Regions from separate parts of the Gossypium hirsutum genome. Here all the other regions are linked to region 2. A link is a contact called in public Hi-C data. All regions are on one chromosome and are shown on one strand. The core of a region is the stretch at or near the end of the contact, and the rest is flanking DNA. Distances in the headings are between cores, read along the strand shown.

Region 1 (4,609 bases), core at 401-2,900, 330 kb after region 2:
TATTGAACCATAGCCTAAGTTATGCAAAAAATAAGTTTTAAAAGTACTTTTAGGAGCTTCTAATCTTCATAATTTTTTTTAGATGTTTAAACAATTTTGAAAATTACTTGAAACTATTTTTTGAAGGTTTAACATGAGATCTTATAAAATTTAATTAAGGAAATATTCTGTTATATCAAAATATTTAAAAATAAAAACTAACATAAGAAAACCCGAATACATTGAAGTATAGAGCATTCCCAAACAATCTTCCATTACATTCTTTTTCACCCCAAAGATCTTCCATCAAACTATTATAAGCTTCTCTAAGTGAAACGATGTTATGGATCCACCAAATCTTTGATTAACAAACTATACACACAAATTTTAAATTGAAAGTTGACTTGAAATTTCTAAGTCAAATTTATTGATAACTTTGAAAGAGAAGTTACAATCTCTGGATTTCTTTACAAAGAAAACTTATTTGATTCTTCTCTTTGATTTAGCTGTAATCCAAAGTTGTCTAGACTTGGTCTTGGATGGATGTGATTACTTCAAGGGTCATGTTGACTTCTTCTTGAAATAGGTTTGGACCTTTTTTCTTTAGTTGATTTGGATCGAAAGACAACTTTTTTCAGAAACGACTTTTGTCTTCTTCTCCAAATATGAACTGGATTGGAAGGTTCATCAAAATTTCTTCAAGTTCTTCAACTTCTTCAGATAATTTTGATGAGATCTTTTGGGCTTCTTGAACTTGTGAATTTGCATAATGGCTTGGGGCCACCTCTTCTTATACTACTAATTACTTGAATAAAAGAAAGTTCTACAAGTAATTAAAGTCTTTTATTTATTATTTTTCTCTTATTAATTGATTAAAGATGAAATAATAATTTAATTTTATCATTTAATTATTTTATTTTTAATTAGGGATAAATTTATCTATTAATTAACTTAAACTAATTAGAGAAAAATAATTATGATGTCATCAAATTTTCACCATGATAAGTTTGGCTCGACTTACAATAACTTCAGCTTGATACGTGACACTTTGTAATTGGTCCGGAAATTTATGATCACATGAATCTCTAGGAAGACCTAATTGTTGTATTCAACTGTCAGACCAAAGCCGCATCGTAGTGTCATCCTAGTGACCACATCAAATTAACTTTATGAAAATCCTAGATTTTTTATAAGTGATCTCTATGGAGCATAACAATTAGCTCTTTCTATTGAATTCAAAGTATCTTATCCAGTCGATAAAAAATATTTTTAATTGAGAGTAACTTATGCTTTGACAGTTATTTGTGACTCGTGTAACTCAACCAACTATATCTAAACTTAAAATTTTCATATTTAATTGTGTTTCTATGACATATATGATTTTTAAAAATAATTAAAAAGTTTATAAAAACCGGTTTTAGCTAGGTTCACTAATCAATAGATTTTTTTACTTTTCATTGGACTTGTACCTTGACCGGTTAGATCAATTCAAAAAATATTGATGAAACCCAATGTTATTAGAACTCAATTGAATTGAGAACTTGTCAATATATCAGTCCAAACCAGGGGAATAAATGAATCTCTAAATATAAGATTAAATCGAAAATCAATGGTATGTCGAGATTCGATACCTATTTGACTTTTATAACATTGACTAAACGTTGGTGGGTAACCAAGTGAGCCCACTAAGCCTACTCACGCCAAGATCCCAAAGGAAAAACGGTGAAGTGCGGGAGGGGAAAAGTTAAGAAACAGAGGGCAGAACCAAAACAAAGAAGAGAAAGAGAAGAGAAAAGAAAAGAAAAGAAAAGGAAAGTCCCTATTCACTTTCTCTTTCTCCTTCTCCTTCTGCTAATATACTACTACTACTACACCTTTCTCGTCCCTGCAATTTTAATCCCCCACCCCACAAAATTCTTTCGCCATTTCACACACTTCCTCTCTGTAATTTCACCTTTCACTTCTAATTCAATCCAATGCCTGCTTCTTCTTCAGGCAATCTCTCGTCCCTCTTTTTTCTTTTAATTATTTTCTCATTTTCCGTATCCAATGATAATAAAATTTAAGTTACCCTAATTACGTTTTTCATTTTTCCTAGAATTAATTTTTTTAATTTTTTTTTTGGGATAGATGGTCGAGGTAGATGGAAGCGGCGGAAGCGAGAGCGAAGATTGAAGCACCAGCTGGAAGAAAAGGATGTGGTTCCGGAGGAAGACGATGAAGAAGAGAACAACGATGACCTTGACAACTCCGGGGACGATGCCGCCGGTGTCGCCACGGATCCATCCTTACCGGGCTCCAGCGAGAGTGAGGTCCTGGCCGGCGGTGGACTTCGCATCTCGGAGTTCCCTCCCGTGGTGAAGAGAACCGTGAACTGTCCTCACGGTTCCGTAATGGCGATCGTGGCATCTGAACGGGCGGGTTTGATTGGGGATAGTAAGGTGCATCAGCAGGTTGAGCTGGCGGTTTTGGAGAATGTTTCGCACGGGCAGATACAGTCGGTTTCTACGGAAGCTCCCGTTGTTGATCCGGAGAAGTATGTGATCACCCCTCCTCCTATAATGGAGGGTCGTGGTGTTGTTAAGAGGTTTGGGAGTACGGTTCATGTCCTGCCAATGCATTCAGGTTCGGTTCCGCTGTCTCTTTAATATCTTCATGCTTTAAACTTTTGCCTGGTTTCAATTTTGAGTCTGACTTTGGCTAGCCGAAAGAATAATCTGGAAACAAGTTTAGGGGGTTTAATTTCAACAAATTTCCTATAAATCAAGGGTATAAATAGATGGAGCTTATTTATATTAATTGACTGTAAGTGGTATTAAGATGTAGGATTGAAGAGTTTCAAAGGTTTGACTTTCGTCTGTTTCTCGTAGTGAACGCAAGCTGCTAATATTTGGTGAATGTTCTTTCTTTGTACCTTTCAAAAAAAAAAAGTTCTTTCTTTATCAGCTTGAATTTAAGATGCACTGTTGGAAAAGTCTTTTGAGAAAGTATATAATTTAAGTTCCTTTTTGTATTTGACTGGGGAACTTTATAATCGTTTTTTTTATGTGAGTTGATTAGTATCTAGACTAGACCTTCTTTTGATTGGACTCTAAGAAATGTCTTGAATCTTGATCTAGCTCAGACAGGAGATGTAATCTAAATTAAAACAAAAGTTAAGCAATTTAAACTTGGGTTGGTTTTATTTACATGATATGTGTGTCGTGTCATGTCATGTCATGTCATGTCTAGCATTAGTAGAAGAAATATGCATTATAAACTCCAAGCTTATGTTGCACCCTCTCTCTTTGTGAACTAAAATCTTCTTATTCGTGTATTAATAATTGGTTGTGTTTGTGGGTTTCCTTGCAAGCAGAGTGGTTTTCACCAGCCACAGTGCATCGTCTAGAAAGACAAGTTGTGCCACTTTTCTTCTCTGGGAAGTCACCTGAACACACGCCAGAAAGATATATTGAATGTAGAAACCAAATAGTTGTCAAATACATGGATAATCCTGGGAAGAGAATTACAGTTTCTGATTGTCAGGGGTTGGTAAATGGTATCAATAATGAGGATTTAACTCGGATTTTTCGGTTTCTTGATCACTGGGGAATCATCAATTATTGTGCAGCTGCACCAAGTCATGAGCCATGGAAAGTTGGATCCTACTTAAGGGAGGAATCAAATGGTGAGGTTCATGTGCCATCAGCTGCTTTAAAGTCTATTGATAGTTTGATCAAATTTGAAAAGCCGAAATGTAGGCTTAAGGCAGCAGATGTTTATTCCCCATTGTCATGTCATGATAACGATGTCTCTGACTTGGACAACAGAATACGAGAGCGCTTATCTGAAAACTATTGTAGTTCTTGTTCTCAGCCTATTCCCACCTCATATTATCAGTCACAAAAGGAGGTATGTGACTTTATGGCCATCTTAATATTTATATTTTTCATGGTAAGCCTTGATAGTTCTTTCTGATGTTCATCTGACCAATTCCTTGCTCCATATGTACAAATTTTACCTTGAAAATTTAATGAACTGCAGAAATATAATTTAATGAACTGCATACCATGTATGAAGGGATGGTTTGTGCAATATTTATTAGTAGTTTTTCCCTTTGTTTTTTGGGGAAGAATAATACCATTCTTGAAATTGTTAGAGAAAATCCATTTCGCTTAGGATTTTGGCAGCTTTCGCTATATCAGCAGAGTCACTCCTAGGTCATGCCACCTTTGAGTTTGGAGCTCAAACACTTTTATCTGGTCATTCATCTGGCAGTTCCATAATGTTAGGAACACTAGGACCTGGTGTACTTTTCCAAAATGTTTGTCATATATGATATTTATTACCGTTTCTTTCATCTATACAAAATGGAAGTCCCTGGAAGTCCATGTTAGGTAATTTCTATTTGGTTTTGGTGGTCAAGAAATGAACTACTATAGATTTCTATCTTTACTTGTAGACAATGAAGTTTCTTGCTAGAAGTAAGCACTTGTTTATGGTAACTAATTCTTGTTCACCATAGGATGTGGTTTACAAAGATGAGTTTTAGTGTTTGGTTTGACTTGATTTGACTTGTTCACCATAGGATGTGGTTTACAAAGATGAGTTTTAGTGTTTGGTTTGACTTGATTTGATTTGGTTTCTGATC
Region 2 (4,443 bases), core at 552-3,051:
ATGTTTTAAAAATGATATATGTGGTTGATGTGTATATGCCTTTATCTGTATACAACTTAGAATTCTCATAGTCTGATTAAGGCATGAGATATGTAATGGTACCTTGAATGAAATGTATGAATGAACTTAATAAATGGTTTATATGTCATATGTCATGATATGCAATTTAGATTTGCTATGGTGCTGTTAGGGAATGATACATGAAATGGCAGCTTAATTATAAAGTGAAGAATGAATATGTATAGGTTTGCATCTAGAATAATAAGAATACTAGGTAAGTTAGTGAGAATGAATGGATGATTGGAAGTATTAGGTAGTTAGAACATGATGTTGATATGAATTGAAAGTTTTATGGCTTATTATGGAACCTATTTTTACTGTACATTTGGTCAAAAAGAAGAAAATAATAAGGTTAAATTGAATATGCATTGGTGTATCTTAAAAACACAAGTTGTGAGTTGGTATTGCAGAAATAGTATGTGACATCGTGACATCACATGCATGTCGTCGCGACAAGAAATGGCTTATAATGTCACGTTGAGACGAGAAACACTGTCGTCTCAACAAGGCCAAACAGTGAGTGACGTCGCGGAGACTGACGTTGTGACATGATAAATTGTTTGGTGACGTTACGATATGGTAATGATGACGTCACGACATCAACCCCGTATTTTAAAAATTTTACAATTCAGTCCTGATTTGATCTCGAGTTAAATTAAAAGCTTTCGTGAGCTCGTTTAGGACCCAAGAATGATTCTCTATTGTATTGTTTGTTTATAATTCTTATGAATAATAGCTTGATGACGTGAATTTGTATTTAATTTGATCGTAGTTGCTCCGGCAACGAATGTGGCACACTGTAGCTCAAACCCAGCAATCGGGTCAAGTATAGGGTATTACAAACGAACCCTAGTCAGAAAGTCACGTCCCGATGAGGAGCTCCCCAAAGTCGCGACATCAATTCAAAATTTTGTATCATTTACAATTTGATCCATTTCAATCTCGAGTTAATAAAGAGCTTTTGTAGGCTCGTCTAAGGCCCGAAAATGATAATGCATTGTTTAATTAGCATGAATTACTTGTATTTAAAGGTATATTGACATTAATTGGATGTTATTGATTGTAGTTGCTCTGGCAACAAATGTAACACTTTGTAACTCAGGCCTGACGATAGGGTCGGATATTGGGGTGTTATAAATAAAATGCTTACGTGTCCAATAAAGACACTATCGACTTGTCATCATTTTAAACACGCGACATAAAATTATTTTTGAAGACCTTTTAATATAATATATGATATTTCTTCAAAAAATATATAATATATGATATGATATGATATAATTATTGATGAAATTGAATTTTTTTTAGCTTAATGTAATATTTATTTAAAATTAAAATTAAATTGTTAAAATATGTAAATATTGAAAACTAAATATATTATTATAATAATTATGAAATATGATATCATCATATCCAAAAACATTTTACATCAGAACAAAACCAGATGGAAAATATTAAATATTAACGGTGAAATTGAAAGTCTTTATAACTTAGTTACCGAAAGAAAAATACACTAATAATTATTTAACTAAAGATGGAATTTACCATTAATTTTCTTTTTTATATTTTTAAATCTTGCTTTCTTATAAAGACAAGAACTATATTGAAATTCACGTCAACTTAACATTCCAGGTATGATTTATTTACATTTTTAAATTCAAAATTAAATCTAAAAGTCCAAAGTTAAAAAGAAAAATTAATTTATCTTTTTAATCGGTTGTATAGGTCCCCCATCAGAAGGTGAAGGTTTACCTTAATAGATCACAGCTGAGGAAAACGCCAGAGGTATGGCCCGGGTCACGGGCTCTTGTGCTATAGATCTATTTACGATCATACGCAGTTTCGTTGTTTTTGAGTATATTGGCAGGAAAAAGAAAAGGTGACGTAAGACATCATCATTATCAACGCCGGCAGAGTCCAATCAATTCAAAATCCTCATTTTGTTTTCTTGTTCTCTGCGGTTCCTTTTTTAAGATTCATAGTTGGAGCGTATTTGATTGATTATTTGGACGATAATGACGAGCGAAGTGGAGAACAAGCCGGTTTTTTGTACGGAGTCGGCAAAGGAGTTGGTGAAGGAGTTGAGAGCTAGCTTCGCAACCGGAAAGACTAAAAGCTACGAATGGAGGTTGACTCAGTTGAATGCCATGGTGAAGATGATGGAAGAGAAGGAGCCGCAAATCGTTGCTGCTCTTCACGATGATCTTTCCAAGCCGGAACTCGAATCCTCCATCTATGAGGTCAAATCTTTTGATTTCTTTTTAATTTTGAAATTTTATTTTCCTGTTATTCTTTCTTTTTAAAAAAAAATTGATTTTGGATTTGTTTTTTAGTTAATTAAATTTTAAAATGGATGAGAAGTAGAATTCAATGAAGTTATTTCACGTAGCATTAGTTGTTTAGTACAAAGTCTATAGGCGGCTGTAAGTCAGCTCTGGACAATTCTTGATTGGCATTTAATTATATCTAATCATAAAAACTTTACTGTTGGACTTGGTTACTGAATGAATCTGAATTTCAATTTTAAATTATTAAAACTTTGTTATTAATTATTGACCAGTCTCCAGATTAGAATATTCATAAAATAGATTTGATGGCTTTATTTGGTTACTGATAAACAACTTCAACTACTTTGTCTTTAAAGCTAACGGTGCTGTTTGGGGGGTTTATTTAGTTTTTCATGTCTAGATATACATTTGTATTAATATTATAAATTTTTATGAGAGACCCTGTTTCGTGTCAAGCTCCAACTCGAGAATCGTGAAATACATGAAGAGAACAGTTGGGAAGTTTTAGGAATCCTCTCTCTATTGTTGCTGGTGTGAAAAGGTTTTAGAAGTGTTTAAATACGTGACAGAATTGAAATCTTGATGGGCACAAGTAGCATTTATGGCATGCTAACAGTTAACTTTTTCTTGAAAACGGTTGATCAGTTTTCTGACTTTAAATGATTGCTAGATATATGCAGTGTTCCAAACTACTAGAACTCGAATATTTATTTCTAATCCAACTTGCTCACATGGTTAAAATCTCCAGCCACATGATGTAAGTATCGTAAGAAATATTTTCTTTTTTGGCCCTTTTTGTTTTTTTGTTCAGCCTCTATAGTATACTTTTATCAGTGAAGATTCTTCAAAATTATTAATTATTTGGAATATGTCTGGGCTTGGGGTAGATAGTCCCTGCGCTTGCCCATATTTAGTAGAGATCAGGATTAAGAATAATAAGTAACGGTTAAACTTCAATGCAGGAATGTATATCAGTAGGTGGACAGGATTTAGGAAAAAGAAAGAGATAGAGAGATGTATTGCTATTTACTGTTATTTTGAATAATTATAAGTTGGTGATTGGAGCTTTGACTGAGATAGACTACTGCTGTGAGGATAATTGTAGTTTTGATTAATTAATGTGGGGATACTTAATAATGGCATGAAAGCTAAATGAACTTTGATTATCGCCAATGAATACTTAAGGAGGTTTTTGAAAATTGTCATCTGTTTATAGTCACAGTTGTTTGCCACTTGTTTGAAAGAAACATTATTTGAGCCAAATGCCTAAATTATATATATTCAGTCTCTGGATTAAATGTGGAGGTTAGCGTGGTTTACTTTAAGATAGTTATATGCATCATTTAAGTCAACCTTTTGTGTTATGTTGATTAGATTTAAGAGCTAATGATAATGAATGTTGGACAGTAAGCAAATTTTCTTTTGAGGTTTCCTAAATGGTTGTTCTTGGCTTCAGTGTCACTTTTTGGCTGAAGATAAAAGTCGGTTACTTTTAGGTTTTTAACTTGGAAAATTAATATATTAGTTTACTATTGTTCTGGAGCAATTTATTTTTGTCATACAGGCAAGTTTATTTTGAGATGTCATCCTCTTATTAAGTTTGTGTAACTCTTGATGTTTGATATCTTTGTTTTAACCCTAAATGTCACACTAATTAGAAAACAAGAACTATGGAGAAGGCAACAATATTTGAGTTATTTATATTTGGCCTCCCGAGTGTGCTCTTCGTTTCTATGGAACTCCCACATAAAATAAGTAATCTTTTTCCTCTGATATTGACATGGTTGACACTTCAGATAGCAATGCTAAAGAACTCATTTAGATTGGCAGTCAAGAACATGAAGCATTGGATGATGCCAGAAAAGGTAAATATTTTGGATACCTCTCAAATGGGTGGAAGCTTTCATTTAGTTTTCTTTTTGGTATTAAAGAGTTGAATATGATTAACCTGCCTTTCTTGCAGGCAAAAACTTCATTGGTTACATTTCCTTCCTCTGCTGAAATTGTATCTGAACCATTGGGTGTGGTGTTAGTAATCTCAGCTTGGAATTATCCTTTTTGTATGTTAAACTCCGTGGTGAACTTGTTTACAGTC
Region 3 (4,495 bases), core at 953-3,452, 390 kb after region 2:
TTAATGAAAAAATGATATTGATTTAAAAACATAATAATGTACAAAATCGATACAATAAAAACGTTTGATATTTATTTCAATGTGAACATAAGAAGTACAATAATAAAGTAAATCAATCTAATCCCCGATTAGAATATGTGTTACATCGGGTTAACCAGCGGTTGCGAGACGGATTCCTTCTTGGTTCGACCTCCGGTATAGGTTGTGGTCTTGGCCTCTCATCTTCTTCACCTTCATTTGTGGTTGATTGCGACTGATTGCTCCTCGGTTACCCGTGCATCCTCCTGTCTAGGAATATGTGGTTGGGAAAATGATCCACCTTGGTAGAACAATGATCCTGGAGGTGTTTGAGGCACCATCGGAATAGAGGTATAACTATATTGTGTCCCATACATCGATGACATAGCAATTGGACTCTCGGTCGGTGCCCGAATCATAGATGGCCCATACGTCGTCGTTGTCGAAAATATCGATGGCATCAGCATGTAATACACCAGGGATAAAGGTCCAAAAACAAAACCTAGCATCGAAGTAAAAGTAGAAAAATGTGGAGAAATATATAATGCTTGTGTGAAAATGACAGGGTTAGTATACGCACCAGAATAAGACGAGACAAACTGACTTAGGGGTGGTGCGGTTATCGGTGTTGGTTCTTGTGTAGGTGCTGACAACGGACCCACCTCGCTAGACCCTGGATGTATAGGCGCCTGTCGTGACCTCCTCGTATGTGGTTGTCGACTCCTCGCCTCTTCCCCTAACAAGTATAACTTGCCATAAACCCTAAACCATTGTATGTACTTCGGATCGTAGGCTAGCTCTGGAACGACAATGACCTCGCTAGTAGGTAAAAACTCGTACATATTGTTCCACATGTTGATATATTGTGCGTGGAATATCAACCTATTCTCATCTATCCTCCCTTGCAAGTCGATAGGATGTAGATCATCGAGGTCTTGAGGTGCCACTGAAATTTGTTGCCTGAACTCGAATTGCTGCAACACTTTATCCGACTCGTACATCTCTACAGTAGTGTTCACTACCAATGACACCTTCACGTGCCAGATGTTGGATTCACCAAAAATTTCGATGGGATGCATTCTTAAATTGTCGGATCCTCATATGACATCCATTCAAACATAGTTATATATATATTACTAATTAAATAGCCATTGAAGAAAGTAGCACCTTACTGTTAGGGAAAACACTTTCACCTGGAGGTATTTTCAGGTAACTTAACTGAAAATGCATTCTGAAAATATTTTACTTACAACTGTCGTAAGCGTTTTCCAGCAAAACATAAATTGTGATAAATGCTTTAGATTGAGCAGAATGGTATGCATATGCTAACATGTTTAAATATGCATTGAACTTCTCATGCGGTCATGTCTATTACTCAATTTGCATATTTCTTAAACATATTGTGTTCGTGTTTTTTTATTGTGATCTGTAGCATCTTTCTTCATCCTCCTAACCTTTCTGAATAAAATCTCATCATAAATAATTAAAAAGGCAAAAAACGAAAGTAGCTATGTATACTCACCAGCTCCCCAGCCAGTTCTCATCCCAAATGCTTACTGGAAATTCCCAATGAACTGAAATAACCAAGGGAAAAAGATCTTATCATGCTTAATCATGTTATATATGTCTCAAACTCGAATAACGTCAGATTTTCAGACTTCTGTCGGAGCTTTAAACAATGGCAAATGCATCGTATAAAACAGTGGATTGCGAATCCAGGCGATGAATTTATAAGAAAAAGGATCCAATTCGGGACTTCTAGGACTCACTGTTAGTGACACGAGAAACAAGAATGAGCTGATGAATCCACCTAGAATGGTGAACAGTTCTGAGGACGCTAATTTTCCTCGATACATCATTTGGAGTGAAAGAATGACGGTAAATAGAAGAAACGAATAGAGCATTGAATTTCTTGATCCTGCCATGCTCTTTAAACCCTCAATGCGCCGCCGTACGCCGCCGGTCCCTCTCCGTTGCGATATCGATACGTCAAATTTCAGAGAAAGATGTATTCAGAGAAAACGAACTGCTGGTAAAGGAGAGTGATTTTGGTATTATTTGGAAACTGTAAGGGTAAAAATGTCAGAAGGTAGATTTTGGTCAAAGTGAAACGACGTGTTTTTTGGGAGGGTACAGCTTTTTAAGAAGACGAAACTTCTTTCTTTTTTCTCTGCCCGGCGGCGATGGAGTCGCAGGACTTACCGGAATGTCCAGTCTGTTTGCAACCGTACGACGGCGCGTGCACGATCCCGCGTGTGCTCGCGTGTGGCCACACGGTGTGCGAGTCATGCCTATTAAACCTCCCTAAGAAACTCCCGGGAGCAATCCGATGCCCCGCGTGTACGGTGCTCGTCAAGTACCCACCGGAGGGCCCCACGACTCTCCCCAAAAACATCGACCTCCTTAGACTAATCCCCGGCGGCTCTGAAAATCCCCGAAAACCCGTCAACAAATCCAAAAATGTCTCCAATCTCCCTTTCCTCCCTCGTTCTTGGTCCGACGAGTTTTATTCCAACTGGAAAAGCTACCTTCTCCGTGACGATACCGTTGAGAGAGACCAAGTGAGCCTTTTGCCTGTTGGGTCTTTTTCAAGTGGCGAGGAGGATGGTTCTTTGTTTAAGGCTGGATATCTCGTGAGAGTTATGGATTGTTTGCGTGAAATGAAAGAAGAGGAAAGAGAGGACTTGGGTTTAGTTTTAAGAGCTTTTACTAAGCAAAATTGTAGAATTTGTAGAGTTTTGGGTCTGTGGGGTGATCTTGGGGATGGGGTTCTGTATTTAGTGAGTGAGAAGCAAAAATGGGGGAACTTTTTGGATAAGGACTTGGGGTGTTTTGAGAAAGAAGGGGTTTTTAATTTTGCACTGATGGGTATGGAAATGTGTGAGGCAGTCATTTCTTTACATAAAGAAGGGTTGATTGCTGGTTGCTTGAGCTTTTCTTGCTTTCAATTGGATGATTTTGGGCATATATATCTTGATTTGAATGAGGTGTTATTGACTGGAAGGGGAATTCAAGATATTGTTGCAAATGTTGGATTTAGTGGGAACAAGATTGGTGATGGAGAAATCGGTATGTTGTTTAAAGATTTGTTGAAAAGGGATGTGTTTATTAGCCCTGAGGTGTTGCTTAAGCTGTTAGAGAAAGAGGGTATTGGGGTAGAGTGTTGTAGCTTGAAATATCCAATAAGATATAGCTCGGATGCTTGGTTGTTAAGTTGTATTCTTCTTAGGATTGTCAATGAGGATGTCTTTAGTGATGAATGGGTTGAATATATGTGCCATATTATTGTGAAAGGAAGTGAAAATAGTGAAATAGATTGTTCAAGTGTCTATACAAGTTTGATGGAGAAAGTGAGTTCTTTATTGGGAACTAAATTTGGTGCCGAATGTGCATCTTTGCAGCAGATTCTATGTAAATGCTTGGATCTTGATCCCGAGAATCGTTCACTAGCGGGAGATGTGTGGAAATGTATTAGGGAGCTAGTTATTAAACCTCAGTTTGATAAAATGGTGAAATTGGATGGTGCAAGTTATGATGAGAATGGAGGTCGATGTATGGTTGTTGGGAAATTGTGTCTGTTGTCCAGGGAAAGAACCGAAACACAGGAAAAATATGAGTTACCAGGAAAAGAAGCAAATGGTGCAACAGACATGGTTAATGGTCTTACAGAGGGCAGAATTAAATGGAAAGATTTGCAAGGCCATCTTGATTGTGTTACTGGATTAGCTGTAGGAGGTATAGTTTCTTATCTGTCTTTAACATATGCTGTTTCAATTTTGATACTGCTGACTGCTAATTGGTGGAAAGGGTTCTTAGTAGTCGATACCTTGTTATGGCTTTTGTATTTAGGAACTTTACAAGCATAAGGCCTGTGAATATTTGGTAGTTTGCTGCCACTTCTATAAAATGCAATAAAAAAATTTAACTTAGCATTCGCTGTTGCATGGTGCTAGTCCTAGTATAGTCATTATCCACGTTACAAGGATTCCTTTTGTTAATAAGGTGGCTGTTTTGAGGCCTGGGTGGGAGGGCTTTGGTGATTTGCATTTCGATCATTGAAACAGAGTTTCTTCCATTACACAATTGCGTGTCACATGATCCTGGACCATGATTCTTCGAATCTTAAGCTGCCTCATATCCGGTTAAACAATGTTGTTTTACCCTTCTCTTTTCCTTTTCGATGTTAATGGTATGCTGGATCTTCTTCTTGACATATATGGTTTTAAATGATTTCATGAATCTTAGGTAAATTTAGGAGATGTATTCATATTTTCTTTTTGCTGTTCTAGGGGGTTATCTGTTTAGCTCCTCCTTCGATAAATCAGTCAAAGTATGGTCCCTGCAGGTATGCTCTCCTAAATTATCATTTATTCAAGTGGGTGTATTATGATTTAAATTCAATCATACTCTGCAAGCGTAACTGTTCCATGAGTAATTTAGTTTGGAATATTGGCTCATTTTGAATCAGTTTCTTCCC

Evidence for each region. A called contact is a pair of places that touch in the nucleus more often than the background predicts.
Region 1: a contact with region 2 is called in a Hi-C map of leaf, with 4 times the contacts expected there. The contact joins the promoter of LOC107951483 here to the promoter of LOC107952035 in region 2. A contact is called at or near these places in 2 of 34 Hi-C or Micro-C datasets (both in leaf).
Region 3: a contact with region 2 is called in a Hi-C map of leaf, with 1.9 times the contacts expected there. The contact joins the promoter of LOC107951486 here to the promoter of LOC107952035 in region 2. A contact is called at or near these places in 2 of 34 Hi-C or Micro-C datasets (hypocotyl and leaf).

Annotation. Positions count from the first base shown.
Region 1 is chrA02:13,976,809-13,981,417 of Gossypium_hirsutum_v2.1, reverse strand. It overlaps LOC107951483 (SWI/SNF complex subunit SWI3C), which reads left to right and starts at 1,650. Exons shown (of 7, transcript XM_016886546.2): 1 at 1,650-1,974; 2 at 2,110-2,604; 3 at 3,335-3,870. The coding sequence starts at 1,956.
Region 2 is chrA02:14,305,984-14,310,426 of Gossypium_hirsutum_v2.1, reverse strand. It overlaps LOC107952035 (aldehyde dehydrogenase family 3 member H1), which reads left to right and starts at 1,801. Exons shown (of 10, transcript XM_016887275.2): 1 at 1,801-2,300; 2 at 4,145-4,213; 3 at 4,312-4,408. The coding sequence starts at 2,076.
Region 3 is chrA02:13,921,309-13,925,803 of Gossypium_hirsutum_v2.1, reverse strand. LOC107951486 (TAF5-like RNA polymerase II p300/CBP-associated factor-associated factor 65 kDa subunit 5L) reads left to right here and starts at 2,202. Exons shown (of 6, transcript XM_016886552.2): 1 at 2,202-3,753; 2 at 4,308-4,363. The coding sequence starts at 2,202. LOC107951487 reads right to left here and starts at 1,097. Exons shown (of 2, transcript XM_016886553.2): 1 at 599-1,097; 2 at 1-520. The coding sequence starts at 1,097. The coding sequence ends at 234.